5 separate regions of the Mus musculus genome follow, and regions 2, 3, 4 and 5 are each linked to region 1. Evidence: chromatin contacts called from public HiChIP or PLAC-seq and promoter capture Hi-C data. All regions are on one chromosome and are shown on one strand. The core of a region is the stretch at or near the end of the contact, and the rest is flanking DNA. Distances in the headings are between cores, read along the strand shown. Region 1 holds the start of Tinagl1 (tubulointerstitial nephritis antigen-like 1). Region 2 holds the start of Kpna6 (karyopherin (importin) alpha 6). Region 3 holds the start of Pum1 (pumilio RNA-binding family member 1). Region 4 holds the start of Tmem39b (transmembrane protein 39b). Region 5 has its middle 24 kb from the start of Ptp4a2.

Region 1 (5,173 bases), core at 912-3,411:
GCCCAGCTGGGAAGGTGGCCAGCCCAAACCAGGAGGAGTGGAGAAAAACTTCTGGCTTAGGTGTGGCCCCCAGCCAACCTAACGATGGCTGACCACTCCCAGGCTTGTGACTAGAATCTTATTATATGAGATGGCGTGGTCAGTTTGAAAGTTTCCACATTACAGATGAAAACACTTGAGGCCCAGAGAACAAAAAGAACTCATCCCTGGGAAATGGGTGATAGGGGTTGGGGCCAAGTCTGTTTGCCACATAGCGATCAAATTGAGTCCACCCCAATCTCTCACACTCACCATCGATTGCAGTTGTCCCAGTAGGTTCCGAAGACTGGGTAGATCCGGCCCCCATGCATGCACCCTACCAGAGGGAGAGAAGGAAAGAAGAAATGGCTAAATCCTCGAGGATTTTTTTTTCAGTGTTGCTTGAAAGAGTCAAGTAAGACTACACGAGGGACTTCAGGAGGAGCAGCCCCAAACCTCCCGAGCTGGTGGTAATCACACACCAATCCCAGCCCAACGAAATCTAGAGACAAACTACATCCCAAACTACATCCTAGAACATCCACGGGTTCCCACACAGGGTGCCACACACAAGCTGTTCAAGGACTCCGTTTGGGTCCATGTCGTTTCACCTGGATGCCAGCCATGACATTCCTGGTACCCTTTGTCACTCAAATGAGTTGGGACTTGCCCATGGGCATGGAAGGAGCTTTAGGAAAGAAACTGAAGCCCAGGTAAGGCAAGCAACTCCTTTTAAAAGGCCCAGCATTTTGATATAAAGCAACTAAGGCATGGGTTTTCCTTAGCCCAAAGCCCAGCAGGGTTTGGGATGCGACAGGAAGGACTTCCGTAGTTCTCCTACTGGGACAGGGAAAGGACACGTGCAGGCCATTCTCAGAGGTGCTGAATCCTAAGTGAGGTCTCTGGCTATGACAACCTGGCTGGGCCCTTCGTGCTCTATCAGCCTCAGGATGAGTCAGCAGGTGGGGCTGCCACCTTCCCCATACTGACTGAGAGATAGTGCTGGAGCCTGTCTGCCCTGCCCTAGGGCCTAACAGGACTATTTTTTTTCAGTGTTGCTTGAAAGAGTCAAGTAAGACCACACGAGGGACTTCCAGAGGGGCAGGAAACAGGGTGAGGATTTCTTTTCTACATTTTTCAAAGCCTGGAAATACCCATTATCAGCCTTGTTCCTGAGCCTCGTTGGGACTGGGAGTGACAAGGTGGCCGCTCTGCTGGCCATCTCGGTGCCCACCTTGGACGGGAGGGAAGGGGGGTGGAATCCCGAGGCAGAAGTCCCAGAAGTCGGGGCAGCAGTCAGAGACGGTGCGGTTGCAGAAGAGGTCACAGTAACAGGTGGCTCCCAGGTAGGGCAGGGCACACTCGTCAGCACGGCCTCGACAGCACATGTCCTGCTCTTGGCAGTATCTGCCACCGGCGTCCCGGATGCCCCGCAGGTGCAGCCCTGGCGCCAGCTCCCTGCGCCAACGACTCCGCCGGGCCTCCAGGGCAGCCTGGCCAGCCAGCAGCAGCAAGAGCAGCCCCAGCCAACATCCCCACATGGTGCCTCCTAGACCCGAGGAGAACAGAGGTCAGGGGTCAGAGGTGTTGGCTTCTGGAGACTCCCTAACAAACGTCAAGGGTGGGTCTCCCTTCACACGTCCTGGAGCTTTCCTAGGAGGCTCAGCAAAGCGGGGAACCCTGACTCCCGAGTCTCCGGGAGGGAAAAGACAGCACTAGATGTCAGTCCACTCATGGGACAAGAAGTAGACCCCCCTCCCTGACCTGTTTAGGGACTGTCATGGACAAGGAAATGGGACCTTGACATTTCCAACACGCATTCTCCTCTCCTGCCCTTGGTCCCTCTACCTCTCTGACGCATCTGAGTTGGATTGTTGACTCTGTGTTTCCTCCTTATGCATGCCCCCGCCCTTCTGTCCTTGTGTCCCTCTGACCCTCTGCTCTGCGTCCCTCTGACCCTCTCCTCTGTGCCTCTCTGCCCTGGGTCCTTCTCCCTCAGTGTGCCCCCTCCTCGCTGCTCCTTCTCTCAACACCCTCTACCCTCTGATCAGGGAGAGTCCCTACCTGGTGAGGGGTGTGGGCTGGACCCAGGCTGCCCTGCGCGCCTCCGCCTCCAAGCTCGAGACTGCCAGACCGAGTCAAGTGAGGAGCGCAGGGCGGGACGCTTTTTGTACCGCCCTGCCGGCAGCACCCGCCCCAACCCCGGACTGTGGGAGGGGAGGGCGGGGCCCACTTGTAGGTACCTGGAGTAGCCCTTAGCTCCGAGGGAACGGCTTAAGGACAATGTGTACGCGACTGTCCTCCTTGAGGGATCTCTTGTCAATGGAACCCTCTTCTTAGGGAGCAGAACTGCAACTCACGGAGAAAGAATTGTGGACTGATAGTAGGAAGGACTTTCCCAGCGATTTTACGAAGCTGAAAACGTGAACAGAAGCGGGCGAGGAGGCAGCTACGATCAGAGTTCAGGACTTGATAGGGACCAAGAGCTAGGGGCAAAAATCTCTAACCCCCCCCCCCAACCCGGCCCTCCAGGAAGAAAAATAGCCAGGCACATCCTTGACCCAGTGACCCTGGGCTGGGGGCCACTCCAAGCCACAGCAGCTCCCAGGAATGACAGGAATTCCCAAGGGATGATTCAGGAAGCTGCCTAGGCTCACGGAGCTCCGGGCAGCTCCTCCCCAGGAGGTGGGTGCGGTGCGGAGTCTGAGCTTACCCAGCCGCCCCTTGTGGGGTCTGCCCTCCCCCAGTGATGGGCACCTTGCCCAACACTGCCCCCTCCACCAGGCCCAAGGGCATCCTTCTTGGCCCAAGGTCCCGTGGCGGGCCCCACATCAAGGGCCCTGGCAGCTGGGGCCCCCTGCAGAGCCCCTTTCCGTTTCTGGTCTAACCTTTGCCTTGCCCTCACACAATGGGGCTTCTGTCCCTTGAGGCCTTCCGGCTGTCACTTTGTGCCTCCCCATTGTGCAAGCTCCTTCTTCCAACAGATTGGGCCCAGGGCCAGAGGACTCTCTAGGTGGAGGAAGGACACCACACCTAGACAGTTATCCTAGCCTTCTCTGGGGCAAGCAGGAGCGCGGGGATTCTCTTAGTTCTCCGAGACACCTCCCCTTAGCTGTCACTCTCTGCAGAGAGCAGTCAGTACAAGGGATTCTTGTGACCGAGCTACCCCCTGCTGTGAGGCAAGGGTGGTGAGGCACCAGGGGGTGCGGAAGCACCCAACATACAGACCTATCCATTCGTACTCTGAAAGGATCTGAGAGCACGAAGCCTAAAAGATAAACTGAGGCTCAAGAGAACAGACAAGGTCTGGATGCAGCTTCCTTGATAGAGTGCTTGCTTAGCGTGTACAGAGCCCTGAGTTCGTGTTTAGCATCGTATAAAAACTGTGGGGCTGGTGAGAATGGCTCAGTGGGCAATGGGGCTTGCCACTATACTGACGACCTGAGTTCAGCCTCTGGAATCTAGACGATGGAGAGAGAGAATAGAGTCCACAAAGCCATCCTCATAAGTCTAATGCACACAGACTGTATGTGTGCACGCATGCACATACACACCACACACACACACACACACACACACACACACACACACACACACACTTGTGCTGTAGCACATGTCAGTATTCCCAGCACTCAGGAACTGGAGGCAGAAGGATCAGAAGTTCAGGTGTGTAGCCTGTTCAAAGCCACCTTATGCTATGTGAAACCAGGAAGTGGGCGTGGCGGGGGGTGGGGGGCAGGGCACAAGTGAGTGCAGACTTATCCAAGGTTCCACAGCCAGAACACAGGCTACCCAGTGTATTCTCTCTCCTGAGGCACCCTTAGTCATATGACAGGTCTCAAGATCCTGCTGGCTGGGAAGCCCCCCCTTTCCTATTCAATCTCGATTCATCAAATCGAAAGGCAGATAGATCCCTCAGAACTGCCAACATCATCTCCCCTGGGAGGAGACTGGCTTCAACAGAACAGGCCTGGTACCTGCTTTCATGGGTCAGTCTCAAAATTCTGAGGGCTAGAGGCCATAACATTGGGTCTACCTTTGCCAAAGAGCACCCCTTCCCTGTGAGCTGCTGTGTGTGATTTCTCTCTCTCTCTCTCTCTCTCTCTCTCTCTCTCTCTCTCTCTCTCTCTCTCTCTCCCCCTCTGGCACTCACTTGCGTGAGTGAGTGTGTGTGTGTGTGTGTGTGTGTGTGTGTGTGTGTGTGTGTGTGTCTTGCTATATCCCCTGTGTGCCTCTACCTTTTTTTGGCTCTCTTTTGGTTCTTGCCTGCCTACGGAATTACCTGTCTACCTGCTATGCTCCTGTGTGTCCGTGCCCTTAGAGCTGTGTGGACAGTGTGTGTCTCTGTGACTATCCTGGGTCTGTCTGCGTGTCCAGTGTCCGTTTGTGTAAGCTGCTGGTGTCAGAATGTCGTTGAAAGCCTCTCCTACTTGTAAACACCTGTCTACTAGATGCCTGTGGACGAGCTGGGGGAACAGGGGTAGGTAGTGGGTAGCTGTTTGCCTGTCTGTGTCTGTCTGTCTACAGGAGACAGGAACTTGGAGCAGGGAGGAGGGTGGGGCCGGATCACCCCTCCACCCCTTACCCCTGTCATCACAGAGTCTGGCTCAGAGCCCACCTCAGTGGAGTCGCATGACTCATTAGATTCCTTGGCCAAGAAGCAGAGGAAAGGGCAGGGCCTGGGGGTGCCAGGGACCCCACTTTCCTGTTCCGCACAACCATCCTGGTGACTCACTTTCTAAATCTTGCTCAGAATGGGACCTTGTCCTAGAGCCTGTGACAGAACAACAGGCAAGGGACACCAGCAAGGGACACCTCTGTGCCCAGCCATCCTCTGAGACTCTATGGTGACTCTCCTCCCTCAGATGGAACCCTAAGCAGGCTGTCCCTCTCTGGGCCTTGTTTTCCTACATGTTAGCACAGCCTCCCAGGGCCTTCTTGAATTTTTTTCATTCTGCAGGTGAGACGAAGCCAGCCAGAACTGGTAATGTGACTAAAGATTCACAGCAGAGGGCTCCTTTCGTTTTCCTGTAGAGACTCAAAGCTCCTCTCCACTGTTCCTGGAATCCAGAGACTGTTCTAACGAGGCTGAACAAGGCAGCCATGCTCCACCAAGTCTCTGGAATTGAGCAATCCAAACGGCACTCGGGCCAGG
Region 2 (5,173 bases), core at 1,028-3,527, 500 kb before region 1:
AAAACCAAAAAAAAAAAAAGTTGCATGGCCAACACAGGCAAACAGTATAAAGGATAGGTCCTGGAAGGGAACACAGGAGAGGCAGTGACATACACGGGCCTCTGGGAGGGAAGGCTGGCTCTATTATAACCAGTACCCAACGGGCCTAGATTGCTAGCCTTGCACTAGTTACCTATCTTCTCAAAGCATCAATTTACTGTTGCTAAAGGGATTCCTCAAACTACCGAGGACTACACACTGTGATTAAATATATCCTTATATTAGACTGGTCACTGAAGTTAGCTGAAAAGTCACCTACCTCTACATACTAAAAATTCTTTCATGTCTCATTCTTGCACTGAAGAACTTTTTTGTTTGCTTGTTTTGGTTTTTTGACACAGGGTTTCTCTGTGTTGCCCTGGCTGTCCTGGAACTCACTCTGTAGACCAGGCTGGCCTCAAACTCAGAAATCCGCCTGCCTCTGCTCCCCAAGTGCTGGGATTAAAGGCGTGCGCCACCACCCATCTAATGCCTTAAATCTTAGAGGCTGCTGTGAAGTAAAATGTGAAAGAATGTCGTTCCTGGCTGACTCTCATCAGCTATGTTAGCTCCTTCAAGCCTGTTTCTCAATCTCTAAAAAAACGTCTCACAGACGATGCCTTTCCCTCTAGGGCTCCAGTTACCTCCCAGAATCAATCTATACTTTCCAGAGGATCTGGAAGTGTAGAGTGCTTTAGGGAAAAGAACCGCTCGCTGTATTCAGGGTGGGAAGAATGCTGTTACATTGTTTGCAGAGTTCTTGCTAGGTTACACATACTCCCTTCCTAGAGATGTGAAGGCTCAGAAATGGAGGAACGTAGGGCTTGTTGCAGTGTGTTAGACGCCTTCTCTATGCACAGTTTTGTTTGAAAACTGGATGAGAGGTGGGAAGTGGCAGGCCAGATCTGATTCTGAAATCACTGGCAGAGAAAGTCTTTTCTGTTTCCTCAGAATTAGAGATTATAGCAAACTTTAGAAATGCACTACTCTTTACAATAGGCGGAGGTCAGCAATTCACTCTAAACTTTTCCACTTTCATTCAGACTAAAGATTTCAAACTGGACCCATATCAAAACACAACTTCCCAACTTTACGCAGGGTTAAAACTGTCCCCCCTCTCTCTCATCCCACCACTAGAGGGCCAGCCCATAAAAGGCACCAGTTAATTCCTAGGGCTCTGGAGTGATCACCCTGGTTTAATCACCGCGTGACCTTGGATAAGTTACTTTACCACTCTAAGCCTCAGTTTCCCCATCTGCAAAACAGGAATAACAGCAGCACCTATCCCACTAGATTGCAATTAGGTTAAACAAGACACGTTAAGCACTGACAATAACGTCTGCACGTACAGATTGGCAAATTTAAAGTTTTTCACTTTACTGATGCCAACAAATTACCAATACTGGTTTCACTTCTGAATTCGAAGACCATCATCGTATTCTTTTGAGCAACGGCTTTCGTATCCGGAATGCTCTTTAAAAAAGATCAACAGGTCTCTCTTTTTCTCCTAACCAGAGTTGGCCCAGAAACAGTAAGTCCCTGACCTGTCTGTGCCAAGAAGTCTTGGCTTTGGTCTCTCTACCACTGCGAAGGCTGTCACTGAGTCTAGCCGAACCACCCCATTCCTGCGCCGACTGGGACATTTTCCTGGCCTTCAAAGGCCCAAGCTCTGCTGGACCCGGCCGGCCCTTGGTTACCGGGCCGGAGCTGGCCTGCCCTGGGTCTCCTCTCCAGAGGACTCTACCCTCTACGTAGGCAGCTAGGACTTCACTTGGTTCAGAAGCCCGGCGTCCAAAAGCCCGAGGAAGCAGGCTCTCCGCGGCCAGGCCTGCTGCTGGAGCCCGGAGCCCGGCCCCCGGATCCACGGCAGGCGCAGGGCGAGAGGGCAGGGCTCTGCTTACCCCGGGAAGCGCGAGCTCTGACCCGAGGCCACCACGTGGGGACAGCCCAGGACGCTAGCAGTGCGGAACAAGCCCCCAGGGCTGCTCCCCGTGCGGGCGGCCCTACGCCAGCCCTAAACTGGCCCGAGGGGCGCTCCCGATCTGCCTTCTCCTCCCATGCCTCTCTGGATGCTTCCGACATCTGCTTCGGACGAGAGACAGGCCCTCGCCAGACCCCGCTCCCCGACACCTCGGCCCGAACACCCATCTCCTGAGCCGCTTCACTCACCCATCGCGGCTCCGCTCGCTCGGACTTGGCGGCGGCCGCAGCGGTAGCTTCAGCGGTAGCCTCGGCAGACAATATGGCGGACCTGCAGGACGGCGGCCTGACGGGGACAAACGTTTTATACCGTGCTAAAACGCGTTCTTAACCCTCACGCCCCCTTCCCTCCAAGGGATATCAGGATAGGGGCGGGCTTAAAGAGAACGCAGCCACTAAAGATGGCAATTAGGGATGGAATAGACAGCCGAGGCTGGAGGGAGACTAGAAGGAATATGTACAAAACAAAGTGTGTCAAACTCTCTGCCTCTGCTTCTGTCTCCCAAGTGCTGGAATTAAAGGCGTGCGCCACCACCGCCCGGTTGCCACAAGCACTTTAAACCACTGGGCCATCTCTCTGGTCCTTGCTGTCTGTGGTTTTAAAGGCAGAAGGGGCAGAACGATTGGACCTGGAGATCCAATCTCTTTCTGTTTTTATTTCTTCTTTATGGCGAGACCTTCTTTCCCAAAAATTCTTCATAATTAAGCCTGTATAGACCCTGAACTAAATAATTATTTTGAGAGAGGAAGTGATTCGTTCAAGGCTCCGGAGATAAGGAAAAGGAGTGGAGATTAAGCTGGGGTTTGAATATTGTTTTTGTTCATTTGAGACAGGATCTTTACTATGTATCTCTGGCTGGCCTGGACCTTTATAAATCAGAAAGACTTCAAACTCACAGCGATCCACCTATCTGCCTCCCAAGTGCTGAGGTAAAAGGCTCCCAGACCAGTTGTTTGTTTACGGGAGGCAGGGTTTCAGATATCCTAGACTTGAACTCTAGATTCTCCTTCTTCCACCTCCCCTCTGCTGAGGTTACAGGTGTGCGCTATCACACTAGAGGGAGTTTGTTTCTCCAGCAAAAGGGTGTGGTGGGGTAGGGGCAGAGCCCAGTAACCTTTTAATGACAGGGTCAGTTCTATATTGCTGACTAGTATGACCACCACCTTCCAGTGTCTGACTTATAGCTATTGAATGAATAAATGAACAAATAAACAAGCAAACAAATAAATAACAGGTCAATGAGCTCCCTTTTTTAGTGATGAGGACCTTGAAGCACGTGCCTTTTGAATCAAGGAATTTGGGGCTGATGCTTATTAACCTCCTTATTTTGCATGATAGCATTCCAGTCTTCCACATCAACACACAGAGCCGGGGTTACGTCCAATCTTGCCAATTCTAACCAAATGCCTGGCCGATAAAGTGAAACAACTCAAAAGTCAAATTCTATGACTTGAGGAAAAGGAATACTGTTATCACAATAATCAACCTCCTTATCTCACTTATCTCCAAAATCGTTCTGCCCCATCTGTCTTTAAAACCAGAGACAGCGGGGCTGGTGAGATGGCTCAGGGGGTAAGAGCACTAACTACTCTTCAAGAGGTCCTGAGTTCAAATCCCAGCAACCACATGGTGGCTCACAACCATCCGTAGTAACATATGATGCTCTCTTCTGGTGTCTAAAGCTACAATGTACTTACATATAATAAATAAATTCTTAAAAAACAAACAAACCACAGAAAGGACCAGAGATGGCCCAATAGTTGAAAGTGCTTGTGGCAGCCGGGCAGAGCAGAGGCAGGCGGATTTCTGAGTTCAAGGCCAGCCTGGTCTACAGAGTGAGTTCCAGGACAGCCAGGGCTACACAGAGAAACCTTGTCTCGAAAAAACAAAACAAAAACAAAACCAACCCTCCCCCCAAGAAACAACAAAAAACAACAAAAAGAAAAAGAAGAAAAGAGAAAGTGCCTTGGAATCCCTGGTGTACAGAGATCTCCAACTTCTGAAATTGCATGCTATCTTTGCTCATGTGCTATTAACCAAATGTACTACACACACAAAATAAATAAGCAAACAAACTAGCATTTCTCATCAGAAATGAGATCTGGGGCTGGTGAGATGGCTCAGTGGGTAAGAGCACCCAACTGCTCTTCCAAAGGTCTGGAGTTCAAATCCTAGCAACCACATGGTGGCTCAAAACCATCTGTAACGAGATCTGACTCCCTCTTCTGGTGTGTCTGAAGACAGCTACACTGTACTTACATATAATAAATAAATAAATCTTTAAAAAAAAAGAAGTGAGATCTGATGCCCTCTTCTGGTGTGTCTGAAGACAGCTAAACTTACATATAATAACTTACATATAATAAATAACACAAGGCCCTGGATTTAGTCCTGAGCTCTGGAAAGGAAACAAATATGAAAAAGACCAATACAAAAATCAACAGAAAGGTAACTAAATACATTGTATCGCTCTTCTTGTAGCAATTTCCCACTGCCTGCTCTCAGGAATTTTCTTCACTTTCAAGGGTCAGAAGCTGGCTCCTGACACACTGGAGTTAAGCAACCCTTTGGTGCTTCACTCTCACTCGGGTGGCTTTCCTCCTCATGCCCGCCTAGTGACCCCAGCAACCATAACTGTCATCTCGGAAGCACCGAGAGTTCCAACACGGTCCCTATTGTGCTTTTTTTAAAGAAATAAAAATGTAAAAATTACCTTTTTGGGGCTGGCTCAGCGATTCAGAGCACCTGCTGCTCTTTCAGAGGACCAGGTTTGATTCCCAACAGATGGGAATCACAAACCATTTGCAATTCCAATCTCAGCAGGTTCAATACCCTCTTTTAACTTCCAAGGGCACCAGGCACACATATGGAGCATATACATATATAGGCAAAGCACTCATACACATAAAATAAATCTAAAGGTATGTAAAGTTACATTTATTTAATATATGTGTGTATAGAGAAGCTAAAGGACAACTTATAGCAGTCAGGTCTTCCCTTCTACCGTGTTGGTCCCAAGGATGGAACTTGGGTTGTCGGGATTGGTACAAAGAGCCTTGACCCTCTGACCCATCTTGCCAGCATTCCCTCCCCAGTGTAGCAATATCCTGGCCTGTCACCATCATCTGGGACAGGGCGGGGTGGCAGTGACTACATGCTGGGAGAATCAAGTCA
Region 3 (5,173 bases), core at 1,653-4,152, 490 kb after region 1:
CTAGGGGACAAGTGTTGAAAACCAAGGTTTATAATAAAGTGTCTTTTCAGAAAATTAGAAGACTTATAGAAGTGTCTTTACAGTGTTTACAAACACAACTACACCCCCCCCCCCCAGACAGGGTTTCTCTGTATAGCCCTGGCTGTCCTGGAACTCACTTTGTAGACCAGGCTGGCCTTGAACTCAGAAATCCTCCTGCCTCTGCCTCCTAGTGCTGGGATTAAAGGTGTGGGCCACCACTGCCCGGCTTTTTTTTTTTTTTTTCATTTTTGAGACTGGGTTTCTCTGTGTGGCCCTGCCTGCCCAGGAACTTGCTCTGTAAACCAGTCTGGCCTGGAACTCACAGAGATCCACCTGCCTCCTTCCTCTGTGTGCTGGGATTAAGGCATGCACCACCATGCCCAGTTTATGTTTTTTCATTTTAAAACAGGAGTACTGGTGTCCTGTCTGTCTACTATGATTAATATTTTGTAGTCTGGCAGATTTATTGTTTATTTTAGTTTGGAATTTTTTTGTTTCTTTTGGTTTTTTTTGAGACAGGGTTTCTCTGTGTAGCCCCGGCTGTCCTGGAACTCACTCTGAAGACCAAGCTGGCTTCAAACTCAGAAATTCTCTTGCCTCTGCCTCCCAAGTGCTGGGATTAAAGGCATGTGCCACCACGACTGGCAGAAATTTTTTGTCTTTTTTTTTTTCCAGAGCTGAAGACCAAACCCAGGGCCTTGCGCTTGCTAGGCAAGTGCTCTACCACTGAGCTAAATTCCCAACCCCAGAAATTTTTTTTAAAAGAGCAGTCAGTGCTCTTAACCACTGAGCCATCTCTGCAGCCCTAGTTTGGAAATTTTAAGTTGGATAATGAGTAAGAGTCTGAGGGCAGCATATGTCACACTGGTAAACACTTGATAACAGTGGTCTCAAGAGTCTGCTGGAGGCTGTGCTCTGATAGGGTTATTCTGGGGTTGGGTTTGTGTCTTAGAGCCTTTGAAAGTAAATTTCTTTAACAAGATCAGAGATGGGTGATGTTTACTCCGCTGGGATTGCCTCATCTGATTGACTAGTGAGTCCTCAAGACGAATATCTCCTGTCTATGGCTAAACCAGCATTAAAGTCTTACCAAATGGATGACGGAAGCTGAAGTTCAACCTAAGGAAACTAAGCGGGACAGCGGTGGGACCATCTTTAATCTTAGCACTCGGAAGGCAGAGGCAGTTGGACCACTGAGTTTGAGGCCAGCCTGCTCTACAGAGCAAGTTCTAGGACAGCCAGGTCTTTACTGAGAAACCCTGTCCTGAGAAACCAAAAAAACCAAACTGAATCAACCAACCAGACAAACAAAAAAAAAAAAAAAAAAAAAAAGAAAGTAAAGAATTAACTATGGCTCTCAGGACGAAAGCATGGAGCCCAGAGTTGTCTGGTAAGAAGCTAAAAGGTGTAATTTTCTCATATCTGTCATCTTTCTTCCTCCTGTGTGCTTGCATACTATGGCTATTCAGTACTGTCCAGGGCCTTGGCCTGATGGAGCTAAATGCATTATCTACTTGATTTCACAAAGCATTGTTAGCAGTGTGGGAAATGAAGGTTCAGTTAAGGAATTTCAGGTCTGGTTACAAGCTGGCTTTCTGAATAGAGTATGTTCTTGAGTTTGAATATCGAGACCTGGTGGGGGGGGATGTAGCTCAGTTGTTTGGTAGGGTGTTGCCTGGCATATGTGAAGTCCTACATTTGGTATGTCTGTAGTAACAGAAGGAAGGTATGGAAGTAGGCTCAGGGGGTCAAGGTAATCCTTAGCTACACAGTGAGTTTGAGGGCAGCCTGGCTCTATGACACCCTATCTCAAAAACAGAAATAAAAAAAAAAGCGAGGTGGTGGTGGCATAGGCTGTTAATCCCAATACTCAGGAGGCAGAGGTGGGGATATCTCTGTGAGTTCTGAGGCCAGCCTGGTTTACAATGGGAGTTCCAGAACAGCCAGGGCTACACAGAGAAACTCTGTCTTGAAAAATCAAAAAGAATTTAAAAAGCCTAAAAAACCTAAAAAAAAAAAAAAAAAAAAAAAAAAAAATTGAACGGTTCTTGAAGGCAGAGACAGGTGGATTTCAGTAGGTTAGAGAGCAGCCCAGCCAGAGCTACAACAAAAGACCCTGTCACAATAAAAACCAAACCAGGGCTGGAGAGAGGGCTCATTGGTTAAGAGCACTGACTGCTCTTCCAGAGGTACTGAGTTCAATTCCCAGCAACCACATGGTGGCTTACAACCATCTGTAATGGGATCTGACACCCTCTTCTGGTATGTCTGAAGGTAGGACAGTGTAATCACATACAAATGCATCTTTAAACCAACCAACCAATCAACTGAAATGGAGTGCTTGCAAACACCTCTGGCTTCTAGTTCTCAGCTTAATTTGCTTAGTTTCCATCTTGATATTTCTAATGACCTTTGAACAAGGGTCCTGCCATTGTCATTGCGCTCCAGATCCTGCAAATTAGGTTGAGGTCCTGCCCTCCATCAGCATGGTCGTTCTGTTGCTCTTTTCTTTTGTATGTTACACTGGGGAAACGAGGCAGGAAAAGATGCAAAAAGGCCAGGAGCCAGAGGGCTAGAAGGGGTTCGAACCCAGACACTGGCCAGGCTGTGCCAAGGTTCAGGCACAGCCCCAGGTTGGCGTCCCCTCCCCCCCACGGCAGCCCGGGCACTCCGTGCGCGCTCCCGTGCCTCCCACCCCGCTCCCTCCGCGGCGGCGGCGCGCGCTCGCCCCAGCGGGCGGGCACAGCGGTTGTGTGGCCTGCGAGTTTCCCCGAGTTCACACAGGCCCTGCCGTTGGCATGGCAACCGGGCAACCTGTTCCAGAGCCGCCCGCCCGCCCGCCCGCTCCGCACACGCCGCTGCCACCGCCGGAGCTGGGGCCGGCGCCGGCGCCGCTCCCATGATGCACCGCGTCAGCCCAGTCCCCAGTGGGCCGCCATGTTGTCGGAGTGAAAGGTAAGGGGGAGCGAGAGCGCCGGCGAGCGAAGATCGGGGGGCCGGAATCCATCTTCATCCTACCGCTCCGCCCGTGAGTATCCGCGCCCCGGTGGCCCCAAACCGTGCTCCGAACCCCCAGCGAGCCGATGCGCCTCTCGTATTGGCGTTTGGCAGCGGTTGGCGGGGCGAGAAAGGGCTTAGAGACGCCGCCGGGCCTGGCGGAGGCACCGCGCTCGCTCCGCTCGTACGTGTTTGGGAGGCGGCAGCGAGGCCCTATTGTTATCCGCGAGGAGGGGGTGGGGAGCGGGCCGCGGCCGGGGCCCGGCTCGCCCGCGGCTGCCGGCGGCTCCGTGCCTCCGTTCGGCCCTGCCGGGAGTCCCTAGAGGTTGGTGTTGCCGTTCGGCTCGGCTTCTTTTTTTTTTTTTTTCCTTCCTCCCCTGCATTTATTTATTTATTTTTTGGATGGATCTGAGCAGCCCCAGGTCCTCTCTTGTGGCCGCGGAGTGGAGATTCTGTGGTCCCGCGGGCTCCTTGGACTTGGCTGGAGCTTCCGTGGCAGCGCCGAGGGAGGAACAATACAAGGCTTTAGAAAGCGGGCGGTGGGCCACGGTCCTCGGGCGAGCCCCCCATGGTGGTGGGGGAGTGGGCGATCTTGCAAGCCTTGAAATATGGAGAGGTGACCATCAGGAAGTTTCGGATCGCTTTTTAAGCGCCTGGGTTCCTTGTGGCCTTTTGTTTCTGTGAGAGCTTGTGTGTGTTTTCCTCCCCCTTGAGGAGGGGGTGTTCTTCCTCTCTGATCCTCCCTGTGTTGGTGTGCTTCCCTCTCCAAGGGGCTTTCAGCAGGTAGTAGGACAAACATGTAGATAGCTACACAGTGCTACAGTTTCGGTCCTCACGAACGCGGTGGGTAAACATGGGTCATTTGTTTGACTCGTCAGTACCACTCCCACGTTAAGGGAGGAACACTCCAGTAACTTTTCTCCAGTGAAGCTCACCCCTCTTCCCAAGAGCTCCCCTCCCACATCGCGAGGAACTCCCACATAGATGACCAGAGAAGGCTTTATCCCCACCATAACTTTGAAGGATTGTTCGTTTTCATTGTGCAAATTACGATAACGCTTCGTTACACTTGATCATTTTGCTCACCCCATTAATTACTGGGATTATTAAGATGATTTATGAGGGCTTTTGGGCGTTCAGTTTTTAAAGCCAGTTACTTCTGAAGGTAGGATTGTAGCTTGAGCTGTTTGCTTTGGTGTAAAAGTTACTAATGTGGCTCTCCTTTTAAGATAAGCAGCTTCCTTCAGGGTTTTTAGTAAACCATTTTGACCCTTTGCTCATTGTAACTTTGTAAAACACTAGGGGCTGCGGATCTTTATCTGAAGGTTTGGAAATACTGGATTCTGAACTTCTAGTATTTTGTCTTTCCACGCTTGAGTTCATCTTGTCTAAGGCCACAGCTTTTTGAAGTTGGGATTTGTTTAGTTTGAGTCTGTGAACTGCTTTAAGATAAATTTATGTCCACAGAAGGTTTGTTCAGTGTAGTAAAAATAAACACCTATCAGCCCTGAGCATCTTAGTGAATGGAGATAGATTAAACCATGCTGTTTTGTTTAAAGAAAAGTACTATTAGTGATATTAAAAAGAAAAAGTAAAAACAAACTCCACTGTGATCTTGACAGTGTGAAAGCTAGGAAGTACTAGACTAGGCTTGCTACTTCATTGCATTGCTTAAAATATTTGTTTCTAAACGATAGGTCATTTGCTTAAAAAAATCAAATTTTAAATACTGCACATAATTTCTTAGTGAGTGTTGAGAGACCCTAAAAGGTACCATCAGTTTCTTGTTTTCTGGTACTTAGGTGACAGATTATTAGTTTTTGTTCTGTCAGTGCCAAGATGTTACAGAATTCTCTCAGACACATGTTAGTGCTGAGGTGTTTGCTCACTTTTCAGTTGTCCCTCTTGCCAGGCTCTCCCGTGTTTGAGAAACTGCCTTGCCTCATTGGGTAAACCAGGAAGTCTCAGGGCTTCCAGACAGCCTTAAAGAGGCCAATTGTTTTGTTCTAATATTTTTGTAAGTGACCCTTCCCCAGTTATATTTTAGAATGAGATTGCTTTCAGGGACAATCTCTTATCATTTGCTTATTTATTTATTAGTTTTTGAGACAGGGTTTCTCTGTGTAGCTCTGGCTATCTTGGAACTCACTCTGTA
Region 4 (5,173 bases), core at 743-3,242, 480 kb before region 1:
GAACATGAGATCCCACTACAGATGGTCATGAGCCACCATGTGGTTGCTGGGAACTGAACTCAGGACCTCTGGAAGAGCAGTCAGTGCTCTTAACCACTGAGCCATCTCTCCAGCCTCCCAACCCTTCTTTTTCATTTTTTGGTTTTTTTGAGACAGGGTTTCTCTGTGTAGCCCTGGCTCTCCTGGAACTCACTCTGTAGTCTTGGCTGGCCTTGAACTCAGAGATCTGCTTGCCTCTGGATGCCAAGTGCTGAGGCTAAAGATGTGAGCCACCACTGCCCAGTCAATGTCTTTTCCTTTGTGCTCTTTGCTTACCAAGGTTCTTTCTGAATTCAGAGCTCACTATTTCACTAACTGATTGGCCTCAGGGTTCCAGCTTTGCCTCCCCGGTACTGGGACTGATTACAGGTGGGTTATTGCACCTGCCAGGCTTCTACCTTTTTTTCCCACAATTCACTCTCTGAGATTATCTTTTGTTTTGTTTTGTTTTGTTTTGTTTTGTTTTAAGATAGGGATTCTCTGTGTAACCCTGGCTGTCCTGGAACTCACTCTGTAGACCAGGCTGGCCTCGAACTCAGAAATCTGCCTGCCTCTGCCTCCTGAGTGCTGGGATTAAAGAAGTGCGCCACCACGCCAGGCGTGAATTCACATTTTAAGCGACTAAGTAGCACAGAATAGCCTCAAACTCACAACCCACCTGCCTCAGTCTCCCAAATGCTAGGATGACAGGATGACAGGCATGTGCTACCAGACTGTTATTTTTACTGCCAGTTCCCTTAATCCGGTTCACTGGACCAGTTTGGTAAGATTTTCAGAGCCTGAGTCCTGAGCTGCTCAGCGCTGGTATTTGCTGGATTTTATCTGGATCTGAGTCTCCAGACGCTACAATCTGGTCAGGTTTGAGACAAGTTTTCCCTCCAGGGCCCTGAGATCTAACTCAATGACCCACGGCCTGGCCTTAACGTCAGAATGGCCTTAGAAAGAGCGCTGTGGTTGGGAATCTCAAACTTAAGATTTTACAAAACTATATTCCCTAAGCTTAGTAGTCTAGCCTAAGATCCTAGGCAGCATCCTGCACTTAGCTCCCAAACCCTTAATCGAAGTTATAACTTCCTCAACTTCCTCACAGCAACACAGTAGCCTCCATTCATACACACGGTGCCCAAGCTTTCCTATCTCTGAAGGTTTTCTGACAGCTCTTCACAATATGCATGTCCAGAAAGCTGACTTCAAGCCCCAAACCGGAAGCTTTGTTCACACGCTGTTATATTTGGTTTGGTTTAGAACCCCCCCCCCCAACACACACCCTCAGCCCAGGAACTCTGCCCACACCCACTATCTTTTAGAAGCTCGGCACCCACATAAAGCCCCTAGCCCAGAAACCCCGCCCACACACAACTGTCAACCCCAAGACCCCGCCCACAAGCCGGGCAATGCTCTCTAGGACTGGAAGCTTGAATCGGAATGGACTCCCTTGGTGGGCTAGGTGTCCCTGCGGCCCCACCGCTCTCAGTGTAAACCCCTATAGTCCAGAAAATTCTCTCCCCCACCGGCAATCACAAAAGGCGAACCCTAAGCTCTCAGCCCCTCCCACCAGAGTGCCCGGCCCCCATCTGCAGACAGGAGAATTGTGTGCCCCAAAGAAAGCCTGAGCCCCTCCGAGCCCCTCTCCCTTTTGGAAGCTCCGCCTACCAAGCGGTGACCCGCCCCCTCAGGACCGGAGGGGCGGGGTCCCGCCTGCGCCGCGTCCCTTCCCCTCCCCCTCCCCCTGCCCGCGACTCCGGTCCGCGTGGGGAGGCAGTTCGCAGCCAGGCTCCCCGCTATCCCGCGACCCCCGAACGAGCCCAGCCAGCTCTGCTCACCCATCTCCTTCCCCCGGCGCTCTCCGCTCACCGCCGCAGCTCCTGCGGGCAATATGTCGGAGGCGACGGCGGCCGAGAGAGGACTAACCGCCGCAGCCCGGGCCGGGTATCAGCCGCACGCTCCCTCCGGCTGCTCAATTTGCATGCTAGGCGGGCTGGGAGTCGGGAGCGCGCTTCTTAAAGGGGCCGTTTGGACAAAAGCTGTGCTAACGCTCTTTGTCTTGCCTTTCCCCACGCCTTTCCCGCAGCTGCTGCTCAAGAGATTCTGGAGCGGGCGAACCCACCTCCCGTGTTTCTTCACCCTGTTCTGACTTAGAGGAGGACACCAGAGCGGCCTTTTGCCTCTAGTGAAGTCCTGTTTTTGTACAACACAGTCACCTCATACTCAGCGAGTCCCAAACTGGGCTTTCAGAACTCTTAGGCTTTAGTGTGCTTTGGCCCACCCCAGTCAAAATCTACGAGTCACTTCCCCTTTCCTCCAAAACTCTATATCCAATTTTTGGCCTCATCTTGATGACCCTAAACTCTATCCATTTCTCATGTTTGATTCTCATGTTCTCCACTGTTGATTTCACTGCCACCACCTTAGCTAAGAACCTGTGCCTGCCATTTTCAAATTTCGAAATAGTGTTAATGGGTATTAATAATAACCGCCTATTAGGGTTCTTAACATTTTAGAATTTGGTGTGCCGGAGAGAGGGAGGGATGCGCAGAGCAGTGGACTTGGGAAGACAACTGGTAGTAGTACTGGTTCTTCTACCATGTAGCCTAACACGTAGGCTATCGGGCTTGGCTACAAGAACCTTTACTTGCTGAGATATCTCGCCAGCCCTTTGATTTTGGTTTTTAAGACAGAGCCTCTGGTAGCCTGGGCTGTCCTTGAATTTGCTATGGATTAGAGGATGTCCTTGAATTTCTGATCCTGCTTCATAGTGTCGGAATTATTACTCTCACTATGACAGATTTATTCAGGGATGGAAATCAAACCTAATGCAAGCACAAATTATCTTGTAGGCATGGAAGATTAAATGAGACAATCCATGTAGTACCTGTTTTAATCAGTGTTAGCCATCATGTTTGGCAAACACTTAACAGAGGAAGCAAGTAGCTACTGTTATTGTTAGTGTAATTTCTTCCCTTGCAAGACTAATAAGCAGTCTATGGGGGTGAGGGTAGGAGATTAAAATTAGGGCCTCATACAGGCTAGGCAAGTGTTCTATCATTCAGTTATATTCTCAGCCTCATAAGCAATCTTTATATTATTGTTAAGTTTTTTTTTAATTTTATGTGAGTACACTGTAGCTGTAAAGATGGTTGTGAGCCTTCAAGTGGTTGTTGGGAATTGAATTTTTAGGACCTGTGCTCGCACCAGTCAACCCCCCTCACTGGGGCCCAAAGATTTATTATTATATATAAGTACACTGTAGCTGACTTCAGACACACCAGGAGAGGGCGTCAGATCTCATTACAGGTGGTTGTGAGCCACATGTGGTTGCTAGGATTTGAACTCAAGACCTTCAGAAGAGCAGTAAGTGCTCTTACCCACTGAGCCATCAAGCCAGCCCTGCTGTTGTTTTGTTTGACAAGTTTTCACTGTGTAGCCCTGGCTGTCCTGAAACTCACTTTGTAAACTAGGCTGGCCTCGAAAGGAGAGACCCACCAGCCTCTAACTCCCAAGTGCTAGGATTAAATGCGAGCACCACGACCATGACACCGGCTCCTCACAAGCAATTTTAATTGTCTGGTGACTTCACAGGTTATCATAATGCTTGACACATATTAATCAAACAAATTAGAAGATATTTATAGATTTTACAGATTTTAAATTATAAGGGCAGACAGACATGAAAATTAGTAAATTCTGTAGTATATTAGCCCCTAGTAGTATATTAGAAGAGAAAGCAGGATGAAAGGAAAAACGGGAGTGTCCAGATGCAGGTTTAAATAGGATGGGGAAAGAAAGCAGGCTTCCTTGAAATGAGTCAGAGGAAGTATCTGGGGGAGAGGGAAGATTCTAGACAGAGGAATAATGCAAGGACATTCAGCCTGATATGTTTAAGAAGTAAAAAGGAGGGTAAGTAATGTGGGGATGACAACTGCATCCATCAGCCTGGCCAATAGGCAAGCATGCAGGCATTTTCTTAATGACTGATGTGGGAGGGCTCAGCCCACTGTGGGTAGTGCCACCTCTCCGCATGGCCTCTGCTTCAGTTTCTGACTCCAGATTCCTGCTGACTTCTCTTCATGAGAAACCATAACTTTACAATGAAAGAAATCGCTTTACCATGCTACTCTTGGTCCTGGTGGTTTTTGTTTGTTTGTTTCAAGACAGGGTTTCTCTGTGTAGCCCTGGCTGTCCTGGAACTCACTCTACAGACCTCAAACTCAGAAATCCACCTGCCTCTGCCTCCCAAGTGCTGGGATTAAAGGCGTGTGCCACCATGCCTGGCTGGTCCTGGTGTTTATCATAGCAATAGAAACCTAACTAGGATACAGGAGGAGATCCTGTCGCTGGTCTCAGAGGGCACTGGCACCTCACCTCACACACACAGTAACACAGAAAATTGCCAGAGAGATGGCTCACTGGTTAGCACAACTTAGCAGAGTCTAGAGGACCCAAACCCAATTCCCAACACCCATACACAGCAGGTCACAAGGGTCTGTGCATCCAGTATAGGGGATTTGATGCTCTCCTCCAGTCTCTGTGAGCGCCAAACATACACCAAAGCCGGGCCATCTGCGGGAATGTGGGTGACACCTAGCCATATTTTCAGTTACTGCTATATCCTGGGGACAGAGATAACAAATTGCTACACCTGAATGAAGAAACAGGATGTTTTGAACGATCCCTTTTAGCAGTAGGCAGAGGATAGTATGAAAACAACTTCCTAGGAGGGGTCAGACCTGGTTTCTGAGATGAGTAAGTTTTGTTGAATGGTCCAGTGTCTGTTGGAAGGCCCTGGGATTAATCTCTAGCATGGTCTTTTGTTGGTTTGTAAAGTGTGTTTGTACCATACGGGATGAAACATCTCTTGAATCTGGTAACTGCCTGTGGAGTTGGTAATGTTTATGAATCTACAGTGTAAAAAATACGAACATCGTACATAGCGAATTCCCAGGAAATATTTACTGAATTGACTTGGCATACCTACAACTCAGTGTAAGACAGCAAGGGCACCCATGGGTCCAACCGGCTTTGTTATGACCGCTTGCTGGACATCCATTGTTTCCAATAAGAAAGATGATTCTCCCCTGGGAAATCTGCCTCCCTCAGTCCATTTGTGGCTGAGTCTTCTTGAAGTTCCAGTGGG
Region 5 (5,173 bases), core at 714-3,213, 380 kb before region 1:
CATATTCATCCCAACCCAAAAATAAAATAACATAAAAGACCTTGTGCATAGCACCAAGTGCTTAGAGAAACTAGAACAGAGAGGATGGAGGTGGCCCTTAGGCCTGGCAGTTAACAGACCCTCGGTGAGTGTGATTAGAGAGCTTAGCTGAGCGGAAACCATAGAGGCTTCGAAATGGGTGTACAGTGAAGATGGGGGTTGGGGTGTCAATTCTTCCAGCAATGGGGTATGTGGGGTGGAAGGGAAGAGAGTAATTTAAAAGCAAAGGTCCAGCACCCAGGAGGCAGGAGGCAGGAGGATCTCTGTGAGGTTAAGGCCAGCCTGAGTTCCAGCCAGAGCTACAAAGTGAGACTCTTGTCTTTTCAAAAAACAAAACAAAACAAAACAAAACAAAAGCCGAGTTGACGTCAAACCAGGGGAAGGCGTGGCTGTTGGCCAGAGAGCCAGGTGTCACTGACTCCTTACTGTGGGAAGTCCCAGAGCCTAGGAAGGACCCAGGTGTCAGGTGCTGGCTTGCTCATTGGAGGGGCCTGCAGTGGGAACTGTCCTATGAGAAGGCCTGTGGCTGTGGCTGGGTTTTCCCCTCTGCATTGAGTTTCCTTGATCTCCTGATTATCTTGGGCTGGTTTTGCTGCATGACTCAGGAGCTTGAGCAAGCTGAGGTACTAGGTTTCACAGCTGTGGGGGTGGGGAAGCCTGATCTCTACTGATATCTGGGAAGCAGTCATTAGATATTGACGAAAGCATCACTGTTGGGCCCCTGGCTTCAGAAAAGACTCTCTAAGCCTTGATTCCTAAGTAAAATAAAAATAAAATAAGAGAGCCGGGCGTGGTGGCGCACGCCTTTAATCCCAGCACTTGGGAGGCAGAGGCAGGCAGGTTTCTGAGTTCGAGGCCAGTCTGGTCTACAAAGTGAGTTCCAGGATAGCCAAGGCTACACAGAGAAGCCCTGTCTCAAAAAAAAAAAAAACAAAACAAAACAAAAAACAAAATAAATAAATAAACAAGAATACCATTATCTGATGCAGTGGCGCTCAACCTGTAAGGGGCGGTCGCGAGGGCACACACACACACCCCCACCCCCACCCCAGGAGTCGCATATCAGATAGCCTGTGTAACAGATACTTACATTATTAGCAGTAGCAAAATTCTAGTTATGAATTAGCAGTGAAATAATTTTATGGCGGGGGAGGGGGGTCACCACAACACGAGGAACTATATTAAAGGGTTGCTGCTTTAGGAAGCTTGAGAACCACTGCTCTAATGGCTGTTGTGAGATTGCAAACATTGCCAGGAAAGGTTCTGATCTGCGAGGTGAACTATCACCGTACTCCTTTTTTGCCCGGAGGAAGTGAAGAGTCTAAGGAAATGACTTGCCTGGGACAGCTAGCAAATACCTGCCGGAATCCTAAGTCCCGAGCCACTATGCACGTCTAAGGATGTCTGCAGGAGGCCTATCCGGTCAAGCCTGTGGTTGAGGAGCAAGCGGCCCCTCCGAAGAGAGTCTTGGGCAAATAGCTAGAAAACAAGGCCCTTGCAAGTAGCTGCTTTTCTGTTGGGAATTCTGGCAAAGAAGAGATGAGCCTCTAAGCTGCCTCTGCGGCTCCTTCACTGGAGACCCCTTTTGGTAGCCTCCTCCGCACCGCTCAGATAAAGAGTCTATTTATTAGCTTTCCCCAGAGCGGGCCTGCAGAGCGGGAAGCGGGTTCTGGCATGAGGTAGAAGTCAGCCTCTCAGCCAAGCCTCCTCCTTTCGGTCTACCTTCCTTAGCCCTCTCCCTGGATTCCCCTGACACTGGCTTTCTCTCTCCGGTATCCCTGAGCCCAGGGCGGAGTATCACGTTCTTCCTAAACTGTCCGTGGAGCAGGGACAGCTTTGCGCGCTGCCTGCCACTGCACACACTTCCAAAGGTTTCTGTGGAATTCAGGCTTCAGTAAACACTTGAGGAGGAGGAAGTGGGCCAAGAAATGAGTGTAAGATTACATCAGGGCTGACGCACACCCTGCCCACCCCCCTCCGGTCTTCTGAGACGCCTTCCCTCCTTGGTGGGTGGGGGGGCAGGGCACAGATGCAGCCCCTGGACCAGCCCCAAGCCATCTTTTTTCCCTTTGGCCTAGGGGAGTGGCTAGTGCTGATGAAAAGGGGAATGCTGAGGAGGGGGCCTTAGAGGTGAACTGTATCCTCCATGACCTGGAAGAGAGCTAGCTAACAGCAAGCTGGAGAGAAAGCAAAAGTGAAGTGGCCAAAGGAAAGAGTCCAAAAAGGCTGCGAAGCTGTGTTTTGGAAGTGTCTGCCAGAAGCTAGGCTCCATGCGGGAAATGATAACAACAGTGGTATCCAGCTTAGGAAGCAGCGGCTGCTTGGTCGGGGACTCCGTTTCGGAAGCATTTACCTTTTGTGTAAGGACCCTGGGTGGTTTATATGTCCTTGTACTGAATTCCAGCAACACCCCTCGGGATTGGTGTGGTTAGCATCAACCATCCTTTTACAAATAAAGACAGGGAAGGGCTAAAGTTCAGAGCTATCTAAGGTTACTAAATTGGGCTTTGGGTAGTCTCGGTTTGGGTCTGGGTCTGTCTGCTGAGTGTGTTTTGTGTTTGTTTTTAAGGCAGGGACTTGCTGAGAATTCCAGGCAAACTTTAAACTCATGACCCCTGCTGTGGCCTCCTGAGTCCCAGGATTAAAGGCAAGGACCATTGCAGGCGCCATTGCGCGACTCTAATGCTCACCCTTAGCTTTGCTGAGCCCACACAGTTAACTCCCAAGTGCCTGGCTCTTCCTGAGTCCCTCTCAGTTTAGTTTGGGTTTCCCATCTTTCTGTCTCCCCAGGACGTGATAGAGCCAGCCTAGACAGACCTGGTGGCCAGCTGAGGCAGGATTGCTAGTTCAAGGTTATGCAGTGAGACACCATCTCAAAATGAAAAATAATGAAAAGATGGAGGATATAGCTCAACTTAGTAATACAGGGCTTGCTAGCAAGCATTGGGCCCGGAATACAATCCCAGGCACAGAGATAGTGATAGAGACAGACAGACATAGATAAATGGATAGACAGATAGACAGACAGACATAGAAAATGTGGTACATTTACACAATGGAGTACTAGTCAGCTATTAATAATGATGAATTCATGAAGTTCTTAGGCAAATGGATGGAACTAGAAAATATCATCCTGAGTGACATAACCCAATCACAAAAGAACACACATGGTATGCACTCACTGATAAGTGGATATTAGCCCAGAAGTTTAGAATACCCAAGATACAATTCATGGACCACATGAAGCTCAAAAAGAAGGAAGACCACAGTGTGGATACTTCAATCTTTCTTAGAAGGGGGATCAAAATACCCAGGGGAAGAGATACAGAGACAAAGTTTGGAGCAGAAACTGAAGAAAGGCCATCTAGTGACTGCCCCACCTGGGGATCCATCCCATATACAGTTACCAAACTCTGATACTATTGTGGATGCCAACAAGTGCTTGCTGACAGGAGTCAGATATAACTGTCTCCTGAAAGGCTCTGCCAGTGCCTGACAAATACAGAAGTGGAGGCTCACAGCCACCCATTGGACTGAGCACAGGGTCCCCAATGGAGGAGCTAGAGGAAGGACCTAAGGAGCTGGAGGGGTTTGCAGCCCCATAGGAGGATCAATATGAACCAACCAGTACCCCCAGAGTTCCCAGGGACTAAACCAAAAAGTACACAAGGAAGGACTCAAGGCTCCAGCTGCATATGTAGCAGAGGATGGCCTTGTGGGACATCAATGAGAGGAGAGGTCCTTGGCCTTGTGAAGGCTCGATGGCCCAGTGTAGGGGAATGCCAGGACAGGGAAGCAGGAGTGGGTGAGCAGGGGGAGGGGGGGTAAGGGGTTTTTGGAGGGAAAATGAGGAAAAGGGATAAAATTTGAAATATAAATAAAGAAAATATCTGCAGGGCATGGTGGCTCACGCCTTTAATCCCAGCACTCGGGAGGCAGAGGCAGGTGGATTTCTGAGTCTGAGGCCAGCCTGGTCTACAAAGTGAGTTCCAGGACAGCTAGGGCTACACAGAGAAACCCTGTTTCAAAAAACCAAAAAAAAAGAAAAAAAAAAAAGACGTGTGGATAGATAAATAGATGGATATATATATAGAGAGATAGATAGATAGATAGACATAGATACACACATAGGTAGGTAGATAGACATATAGATAGATACATAGACAGACAGAGAACAAACGCCTGTTTTGGTGTCTTTCATGCTGGGTCCTGTCATCTGTCCACTTGGCTTTCCCTAGCCACTTCCAGCTTGGTCCCTGACCAACCACAACCTTAGCTCTGTGGATCTCTTAGCACCTGGCCTGGAGGAGGTTTGAATGGAGAAACAATGGATTCCTGGAAGAGTTGCAAATTTGAATCTAGGTACATTAGGCTCCATCAGAGCGGTTTCCATCCTCTGCCTCCATCCCAGGCCCCTTGGCCAGTGAGGACCAAGTAAAGGAACTGGAAAACAAAGAGCCAAGAAGCAAGCAAGGGCGATCAGAATCCTTTCCCCTGGTCTCTCCTTCCATTTTCCAGAAGCCAGGGAGAAATAGGAAAACGACTGGGCCCAGCACCAGCTCCGCCCCCAAGTTAAGGAATGCAAAAGGTGAGGGGTCACCATGGAAACAGCAGCACCAGGTGTGCTGGTGAGGACTTAGCTTTGCAGCATGGAGGGGAGGGCCTGCAGTGCCCAGCTCAGGAGCTCCAGGGATCGGCAGTTCATTTGTCCTTCGTAATAGGACATTACAGGAGACTTTTGCTTTTCATTGCTACCATTTTCTTCTAAAGTAGAAGGGAGGTGGAGGGAACCATTTTCCTCCCTTTTCCTGCCCACTCAGAGGAATGCCAGAGGAGTGAACATCCCCTTCAGATTTGCCGCTGGTCACGAAGCCCCATCATTTCTTAAATCGCTCTATTTTAAGGGTTTGTGAAAAGGGCACCAAATTGATTCCTCCCCCTCCCATCTCTTCTATCTGTGATCTCTGTGGTCTCCCTTTTTCAGAACCGCACGTCCTCAGAGCAGGACGGCAAAGGTAGATGGATGGATACTTGAGGTAGTCTGTGGTTTGGGAAGCAGAGAATAAAAGGGGCTTTAGAGAATACCCAGTTCCTGTCCCCTCCTGCTCTGCCGATCACCTTTGTATTTATTTTT

What was found. Promoter capture Hi-C pulls out the DNA fragments that hold promoters and counts their contacts. HiChIP or PLAC-seq counts read pairs in DNA pulled down with a chosen protein or histone mark.
Region 2: an H3K4me3 HiChIP or PLAC-seq map of embryonic forebrain shows a contact between it and region 1, with 3 times the contacts expected there. The contact joins the promoter of Kpna6 here to the promoter of Tinagl1 in region 1. A contact is called at or near these places in 1 of 484 Hi-C or Micro-C datasets (cortical neurons), 6 of 115 datasets of contacts at active chromatin or transcription factors (acute myeloid leukemia, bone marrow-derived macrophages, embryonic forebrain and 3 more) and 2 of 9 other capture datasets (adipose tissue and liver).
Region 3: an HNF4G HiChIP or PLAC-seq map of pancreatic cancer cells shows a contact between it and region 1. The contact joins the promoter of Pum1 here to the promoter of Tinagl1 in region 1. A contact is called at or near these places in 5 of 115 datasets of contacts at active chromatin or transcription factors (bone marrow-derived macrophages, embryonic limb bud, embryonic stem cells and 2 more).
Region 4: a contact with region 1 is called in a promoter capture Hi-C map of second pharyngeal arch cranial neural crest. The contact joins the promoter of Tmem39b here to the promoter of Tinagl1 in region 1. A contact is called at or near these places in 9 of 39 promoter capture datasets (the 3T3-L1 cell line, 3T3-L1-derived adipocytes, cranial neural crest and 5 more), 1 of 15 datasets of contacts at CTCF or cohesin (large pre-B cells), 20 of 484 Hi-C or Micro-C datasets (B cells, the Ba/F3 cell line, the G1E-ER4 cell line and 14 more), 8 of 115 datasets of contacts at active chromatin or transcription factors (the NIH/3T3 cell line, astrocytes, embryonic forebrain and 4 more) and 3 of 9 other capture datasets (adipose tissue, embryonic stem cells and macrophages).
Region 5: a contact with region 1 is called in a FOXA1 HiChIP or PLAC-seq map of pancreatic cancer cells. The contact joins the enhancer-like site here to the promoter of Tinagl1 in region 1. A contact is called at or near these places in 6 of 39 promoter capture datasets (the 3T3-L1 cell line, 3T3-L1-derived adipocytes, cranial neural crest and 3 more), 2 of 15 datasets of contacts at CTCF or cohesin (the NIH/3T3 cell line and large pre-B cells), 21 of 484 Hi-C or Micro-C datasets (B cells, the G1E-ER4 cell line, the HL-1 cell line and 10 more), 7 of 115 datasets of contacts at active chromatin or transcription factors (the NIH/3T3 cell line, astrocytes, embryonic basal ganglia and 4 more) and 1 of 9 other capture datasets (pancreatic islet).

What each region holds. Positions count from the first base shown.
Region 1 is chr4:130,172,641-130,177,813 of GRCm38.p6, forward strand. It overlaps Tinagl1 (tubulointerstitial nephritis antigen-like 1), which reads right to left and starts at 2,162. Exons shown (of 12, transcript NM_001168333.1): 1 at 2,083-2,162; 2 at 1,253-1,567; 3 at 292-355. The coding sequence starts at 1,559. It overlaps Gm52490 (a long non-coding RNA gene), which reads left to right and starts at 682. Exons shown (of 3, transcript XR_003955116.1): 1 at 682-731; 2 at 1,072-1,131; 3 at 4,979-5,173.
Region 2 is chr4:129,670,490-129,675,662 of GRCm38.p6, forward strand. Kpna6 (karyopherin (importin) alpha 6) reads right to left here and starts at 2,278. Exons shown (of 14, transcript NM_008468.4): 1 at 2,188-2,278. The coding sequence starts at 2,191.
Region 3 is chr4:130,660,419-130,665,591 of GRCm38.p6, forward strand. It overlaps Pum1 (pumilio RNA-binding family member 1), which reads left to right and starts at 2,903. Exons shown (of 22, transcript NM_030722.3): 1 at 2,903-3,049.
Region 4 is chr4:129,694,853-129,700,025 of GRCm38.p6, forward strand. Tmem39b (transmembrane protein 39b) reads right to left here and starts at 1,993. Exons shown (of 9, transcript NM_199305.2): 1 at 1,863-1,993. The coding sequence starts at 1,866.
Region 5 is chr4:129,793,553-129,798,725 of GRCm38.p6, forward strand. No RefSeq gene overlaps it. Among named protein-coding and RNA genes, the nearest start is that of Ptp4a2, 24 kb to the right of the region's middle. Within about 2 kb of position 1,964, at least 257 of the 459 cell types and tissues checked have an H3K27ac peak or open chromatin away from gene starts, as enhancers often do. A contact at or near this core is called in the G1E-ER4 cell line, the HL-1 cell line, LSK cells and 13 more, where this site is marked.